Linked DNA regions of Sus scrofa: region 1 is linked to region 2. The links are chromatin contacts, called in public HiChIP or PLAC-seq maps. All regions are on one chromosome and are shown on one strand. Each heading gives the region's core, a stretch centred on a gene start, on an enhancer-like site or on the middle of the called end of the contact. The rest is flanking DNA. Distances are from core to core; before and after follow the strand shown.

Evidence for each region. HiChIP or PLAC-seq counts read pairs in DNA pulled down with a chosen protein or histone mark.
Region 1: an H3K27ac HiChIP or PLAC-seq map of alveolar macrophages shows a contact between it and region 2. The contact joins two enhancer-like sites. A contact is called at or near these places in 1 of 5 promoter capture datasets (liver), 7 of 47 Hi-C or Micro-C datasets (embryonic fibroblasts, fetal skeletal muscle, heart right ventricle and 2 more) and 2 of 2 datasets of contacts at active chromatin or transcription factors (alveolar macrophages and skeletal muscle).

The regions. Positions count from the first base shown.
Region 1 is chr13:50,732,889-50,736,489 of Sscrofa11.1, forward strand. All of the region lies in intron 4 of FRMD4B (FERM domain-containing protein 4B), which reads right to left. Among named protein-coding and RNA genes, the nearest start is that of LMOD3, 180 kb to the left of the region's middle. Within about 2 kb of position 1,738, at least 10 of the 83 cell types and tissues checked have an H3K27ac peak or open chromatin away from gene starts, as enhancers often do. A contact at or near this core is called in alveolar macrophages, where this site is marked.
Region 2 is chr13:50,558,519-50,562,200 of Sscrofa11.1, forward strand. All of the region lies in intron 1 of LOC110256266 (a long non-coding RNA gene), which reads right to left. Among named protein-coding and RNA genes, the nearest start is that of LMOD3, 6.0 kb to the left of the region's middle. Within about 2 kb of position 2,178, at least 2 of the 83 cell types and tissues checked have an H3K27ac peak or open chromatin away from gene starts, as enhancers often do. A contact at or near this core is called in alveolar macrophages, where this site is marked.

The DNA of each region.
Region 1 (3,601 bases), core at 488-2,987, 170 kb after region 2:
TTTTTTTCTTTTTTATAGTCACACTTGCAGCATATGGAAGTTCTCAGACTGCGGGTTAAATAGGAGCTGCATCTGCAATATACACCACAGCTATAGCAACACCAGATCTGAGCTGAATCTGCTGCCTATGCTGCAGCGTGCAGCAATGGTGGATCCTTAACCCATTGATCGAGGCCAGGGATCGAGTCCTCATCCTCACCGACACACTGTCAGGTTCTTAATCGGCTGAGCCACAACAGGAACTCCTGAATCTGCCATCCTCGTAACTTTTAGCTTGATTTCTGTCACTTAATAGTTTTAACGCAGGAAGAAGATATGTCTTTGTTTATGAAACTACTAGACGGAGGCTGATAATTGTTTCTAGCTTTCCTTAGAGGAATATTATGAAGGTAAATAAGCTTATACAAGTGACATAACATAAGGTTCTTAGAATTACTGCTTTTTTGGATTAAAAATATAAATATCAGGGACTAGAAGTTAAAAGAAATACACCATATTTCAGTTTAGAATGCAACTGATTTAAAGACATAACCTAATATCAGAGATGTTCAAATGTACATCTTTTGTATACGAATTATTGTACACTATCACGTCTCAAAGGTTTTCTCACAGAAAGTGAGAATAATTTTGCCTTTTTGGTTTTGCTTTTATATAGGAAGATGTGGTATCATTTAAAAAGCATAATGTATATTTATATGAACTTGTATGAAATGATGTCCAAGAATGAAGCAAGTTGTATAATAACATGTAGAACATAAATCAATTATATTAACCATAGAAGACACTCAAGCACTACTATATATGAATGAAAATTCTTAGAATTCTTAGATATTCTTGCAGAGAGATACAGAGCAAATTGCTTCAATCAAAAGAGACCAGCCTCAGCTATGATACTGTGTTTTTATAAGAAGCTATTTAAAATAATTTTTTAGAAAAAAAAACCTAGAAATTAGATTTTTTAAAAAGCTCATCTAAAATTTAATTGATAGGATAAAGTTAGGATGCAGAAGTAAAAGTTATCTCTAACTTTATCGCTGAGATATAATCCAAGTTAATCTGCTGTTTTTTAATCCTTGAGACTAAAATGAGATCCTAAAGCACTTATTGCAATGAGATCCTAAAGCACTTATTGCTTATAACCTGCTTGTTTCAAGTTCTTCCACCAGCAAATGGAACAGATCTAACTGATAACTCAAAAAGATAGCTGAATCTACACATTCTCCTCTATCAGCTGTGCTAGGCAACTTTGAAGCAAGTGTCCTTTTTGGCTAGAATTGTATCAAAGGCCCATCAGGTTCATGGGATGGAACGGTGATCAAAAATCACTATTGTGTTGTGAAACCTGTTTTTTTATTTCTTAATAAACAAAGCGTATACAGCAAATCCTTTCAAAACAAGGGAAGGAAAGGAGTTAACTGGGCTGAAAGGGATGGGAACCATTTGGGTGAACAGAACTTCTGCCTCAGAAGGGCCGTGACTGCCCTCTAGGGGTGAAAGACTCACCCTGCACACAGAACGCCAGCAGGTACTAATTAGCCTGAGCTCAGGAGCTAACCTCTCCCTCTGATAGGACCACAAATTTGTTTTTGTTGGTCACCAGCACTACTTTCATTATGTAACTGCACAACTCCATTTTTCCACATCTCTTCTTGGCCTGTGGAATGTGATATAGACAGTGGCTGGTTTCATCGAGGGTTTCACCCCCTTGGCTTTGCCTGACTCTATTTAGAGAAGTTCACCAAAGGCAAAGAGCTGATGTGGCATCTAGGCTGGAAAATGCAACTCAGACAGCATCCTGGGAGGGATCAGACTCAGTGGTTTTAGCGGGGCGGGAAGGGGAGTGCTGAAAGAAAATACTTTCCAAAAATATTTACCAGACAGAGAAAAAGGACTAGGCTTATGACCAAGACATTCCAAGGAGACACCCTTCAACAGAAGCAATTTTCCAGACCTGTTCCCCAGAAAGGTAGAGATGGCCAACTCCCACTCCCCCTCCAAAAGCCCAGCTCATTCTTCTTCTGAAAATAAACACAGCTGGGGCCAGAAGACACCTTCTAAACTGAGCATAATTCACATACAGACTCTGCTGTCACTGGCAGAGGAGGTTATGAAGGACATTTTGGAGCCAGGTTTCTTGGAAAGACTACCTCCACTGACCAATGGCATCAAAGGGGATAGATGAGGAGGCACTTGAGTGAGACATTCTTCTTCCACCAGAGCATTTAGAAAGGAATCATCCCAAGGCACACTAAGGGGAAGGAGGCCCATGTCAGGAAAGGAGGTCATTCATACGATGTATTCCTTTCTTGCTGAAGAGAAGGTCCTAGAGTCTGAACGCCTGATTTATGCCCTGCCTGGTTAGGCTCACCTGAGCTTGGAGTTTTCCCAGCAGCCTGCCGTGTGACCAGGCTGCTTTTCCAACCCACCATGAACTCTGTAGCCTGGGAAACTTGCAAGACCACAGTCATTAATCAGGCTACTCCCCTGCAGAACATCCTTCAGTGGCCTCGGCGTGCCTTTTCCATCTACGTGATTCTCAGGCTCACCTCTGAGATTGTGCCTCTTATATCTTACTCCACGATCAGGACACCTTCCACCCCACTGCACAGATGTACCGTGTTCACGACCACATCCGTGCATCGGCACACAAAACGACTCTTCCCTGGAATGTCAGGTCCTCTCTCCTCTGCCTAAGGGCTATCTGCCCTCCCAGTCACCTTTCTGTGTGGGCTCCCACCCAGGTCCTCCTAAGCCTCCTTCAGAACACATTTTCCTGCCATGGCTATGAATAATAGGATGATAACAATAGGATGGGCAGCTATCATAGCAGCTATTTTTTTGCTGCTATGTGCCTGGACTCTGCATCCCTTTCCTGCCTAACAGAATAATACTATGATCCTCTTCTATGTACCTTCTCTAGTACTTTTTATAGTAGTTATTTTGGTACTGTTATTATGCCCATTGTACAGATGAGGAAACTTGAGTGTCATATATGTTAAGTCTAAGACCACAAAGCTTCCAAGCCTAAGATCACAGAGCTGCCAGGCTTCTATGATTTCTATCCCTGCTAACCTCTCGACCTTATATTGTACCACTTTCCTCATACTCTCTGTATTCAAGTCATATTGGCTTTTTTTTTCCTTTCTCAAAACTGAAACATAAAAAACCAAAAGTCAAGCTTATTCTCATTTTTGCACTGGCTTTAGTAGGGAACGCCTGTCCAGACTTTTGCAGAACTGCTGCTGCTTCTTTTTTTTTTTTAATGGACACACGTGCAGTATATCAGCATATGGAAGTCCACAGACTCTAGGGGTCAAACTGGAGCTGCAGCTGCCAGCCTGTGCCACAGTCACAGCAACGCCAGACCTGAGCCACATCTGTGACTGATGCTATAGCTTGTGGCAATGCCAGATCCTTAACCTACTAATTGAGTCCAGGGATTGAACCTGCATCCTCAGGGACACTACATCAGTCCTTAACCCACTGCGCTACTACGGGAATTCCTTCTTCTAATTTTTTTTCTTTTAGCATGAAGAAGTTCCCCAGGCTAGGGATCAAACTGGTGCCACAGAAGCAAGCCAAGCCACAGCACTGACAACAC
Region 2 (3,682 bases), core at 928-3,427:
AGCACCTCCAGATCCTTAACCCTCTGTGCCACAGTGGTAACTCCCATATTGAATATTTCAAACTAAAGGAATTTGAAAAAGAGTAGGGGTAAGAAGGATTTTTTGAACTTCTTCATCCCTATTGCAGGTCATAAGACCTTCCTACGATAGGAGCATCCTTATCCTTAAAGACAGAGGGACCAAGATGAATCCTAACATACAGGCCTTGCTCATCTTCTTCTAGTTTACTAATTTGCTCATACACTTCTGTCTTGTCACATTTTCCCATGTCTTTCCATTCTTCCAATCAAACCTAGTATAAAAACAGTCAAGTTTAGGGAGTTCCCTTGTGGTGCAGTGGATTAAGTATCCAGCATTGTCACTGTGAAACCAAGCAGGGCCTTGTGGGCTCCTGGGCACACAAGACTTTCCATGTCCCCCATTTCTTCTTTTTAGGGAAGAGACTTCAGCCTCCATGACCTTTCCTGAGTTCCAAAGGGCAGATTCAAACAGTTGCTAGTCAGGGAAGGGAAGGGATGCAGAGACCAGAGAGGAGCAGTCAAGAGACAATAGTGCAGCTTTGGGGCAGGGTCCTGGTCCCTCCTCAAGGAATATAGGTAACAATATCTTTGAGTTCTTCTGCAGACCTACTCCCCCAAAAAAATGGAAGATGTAAATGAAGCATACTTTATTTCAGAAAGAAGACCACCAGACCACTGAACACCAGCTTTAAAAACAATGCAAACTTGCTTCTACCCTGATCCTTATCTGTGGCACTATTTTTCACTCCCCAAACTGTAAAACCATCTCCCAATCTCTTCTAAGGGAGGACACAGTCTTTAAGGTATTAGCCTGCTGTGACCCTCCTTTGCCTGGCAAAGCAATAAAGCTATTTTTTCTTCTTCACCCAAAACTCTGCCTCCTCCACATTTCTATTTGGCTCCAGTGAGCAGAAGCCAAGTTATGGCAACAACTGCAGTGGCTTGGGTCAGTGCTGTGGTGTGGGTTCAATCTCTGGCCTGGAAGCTTGCACAGGCCATAGGCACAGCCAAAAAATCAAACCAAACCAAACCAAACCAACCAACCAACAACAACAACAAAAAAAAACGTTCAAGTTTAAGGAGTTCCCATTGCGGCTCAGCAGTAACGAATCTGACTTGTGTCCATGAGGATGCGGGTTCAATTCCTGACCTTGCTCAGTGGATTAAGGATCTGGCATTGCTGTGGCTGTGGTGTAGGCTGGCAGGTACAGCTCCAATTTGACCCCTAGCCTGGGAACTTCCATATGCCGCAGGTGCGGCCCTAAAACAACAACAACGAAAAAACCACTCCAGTTTAACCTTTCTTGGGGGGGGGTCTTCATTTTCTTGCGACACACATGCAACACGTGTGTTAAGTAAATGTGTACACTTTTCTCTTGTGACTCAGTCTTCTGTCAGTCCCATTGACAGGGACGCAGCTGGAAAACCCAGAGGGGAGCAGGAAAAAGAATTTTTTCCTCCCCTGTCCTGGGCAGGTCAACATCTGGGCCTCATTACTTCATCTAGATAAAAGTGGGATGGTACATTTATACTTGTGTTATAGGATTTTTGAATAAAAACTAAAGGACATAATCCACATTAAATGCTTATTCAACATTAGGTATATTCTTATCTTTTCACAAAGAAATTAATTGTGTGACTATTTTCTGTCTGTACCTAGCAAATATTGTTCAAACAGAAGTACATGGCTTTTCAATTTTATTCTTTCCAAGACAGCATATAAAACACACTTTATTTTTTTATTTTTATTTTTTGTCTTTTTAGGGCTGCACCCAGAGTTATATGGAGGTTCCCAGGCTAGGGGTCAAATCGGAGCTATAGCTGCTAGCCTACACCACAGCTCACAGCAATGCCCGATCCTTAATCCACTGAGGAGGGCCAGGGATCGAACCCATGTCCTCATGGATGCTAGTCAGATTTGTTTCTGCTGAGCCACGACAGGAACTCCTAAAACACATTTAAAAGAAATATTTAGGAGTTCCCGTTGTGGCTCAGTGGTTCAAGAACCTGACTAGAATCCATGAGGATGAAAGTTTGATCCCTAGCCTTGCTCAGTGGATAAAGGATTTGGTGTTGCTGTGAGCTGCGGTGTAGGTTGCTGAATCGGCTCGGATCTGGCGTTGCTGTGGCTGTGGTGTACGCCAGCGGCTACAGCTCCAATTCGACCTCTAGCCTGGGAACTTCCATGTGCCGTGGGTATAGCCCCAAAAGGACAGAAAAAAAAAAAAAAGAAAGAAAGAAATGTTCAAAGCTTGATACATTTATGAAAATCCTTAACAGTAAGAGGAAGCACTTTTTCCTTAGATCTATTCCTTTTCCACCCCCATCTTCATTCAGGAGAGGGAAGATGGTGAATAAGCCATCTCTTTCATCAGCTCCAAACACTAACTATAAATGGACACAACTTCTATAAATGGTTCCCAAATGTTACTAAATAAATCAGTTCTGTCCTGTTTGTGGCATGCTATTCTCTTATGCAATTCCATTTGGGTCACCATGACTCTGCTCACTGGCTGCAGGTTGCCTGAAGACTTTGGGAGTGTGAAATAAATGCCTAGCTCTCTCCTCAAATTTCCCTGACCCATGGCTGCATTACCTCAGAAGGCGCTCTTGCATTTTTGAAGCCATTGCTTCCCTAGAGTCAAAACGCCCAGCCTGTCTTTTGCTCTTACTAGACCTGAGTAGAGTGAATTACAAGTAGATGTTTACTACTTTGGCTTTATAAGCTTTCTCACAATTCTTATTCAATTGATTTGATTTTGGCTTAATTTCAAAGGTAAATTTATTCTATTACTTCGGAAGGTATGAGGATGTTCTTACGCTATTACTACTAATATTACTACTTCACTAAATATAGCTGGTACTAACAATATTGCTATTACCATCACCACCACTGCTACTAGTACAGCTACTACCGATATTACTACTGCTGCTACAATTACTAGCACTGTTGCTATTATTACCATTAGTATGACAGTCTACTGCTATAACTACTGCTATTAATTTTAAGGCCACATTGCCAACATTTTTTAATATTGCTACGACAGTGTTAAGTGCTTTATCCATAATATGTCAGTTTCATCACACACAATCTTGAATGGTGGATACTTTTATTATTTACCTCCTTTTACATACATTAAAACTGAAATATAGGCCATTGAGCTAAGGACTGCCTCCAAATTGGGGGCTCTTAATCCCTGTCCTCTATTAACTTTCTCAGTCCAGCATAAATGGCATCTCACATATCTAAAAGACTGGAATCACATAGCAGGGGAAGCAGCTGCTTTGTTTGTTGACGAAAGTAAGAAATGAGGAAGAGTTCCCTTGTGGCTTAGTGGAAACAAACCAACTTGTACCTATGAGGACACAGGTTCCACCCCTGGCCTCGCTCAGTGGGTTGAGGATCCAGCATTGCCGTGAGCTGTAGGGTGGGTCACAGATGTGGCTCAGATCACATGTTGCAGTGGCTGTGGCGTAGGCCAGCAGCTGCAGCTCTGATTCGACCCCTAGCCTAGGAACATCCATAAGCCACAGGTGCAGCCCTTAAAAAAAAGGAAGGGAGGGAGGGAGAGAGATAGAAAAGAAAGCAAGAAGGAGGAAGGAAGGGAGGAAGGAAGGGAGGCTGAAAATTGGTAGATTCAAGTAATGTAATCACCAAGAGC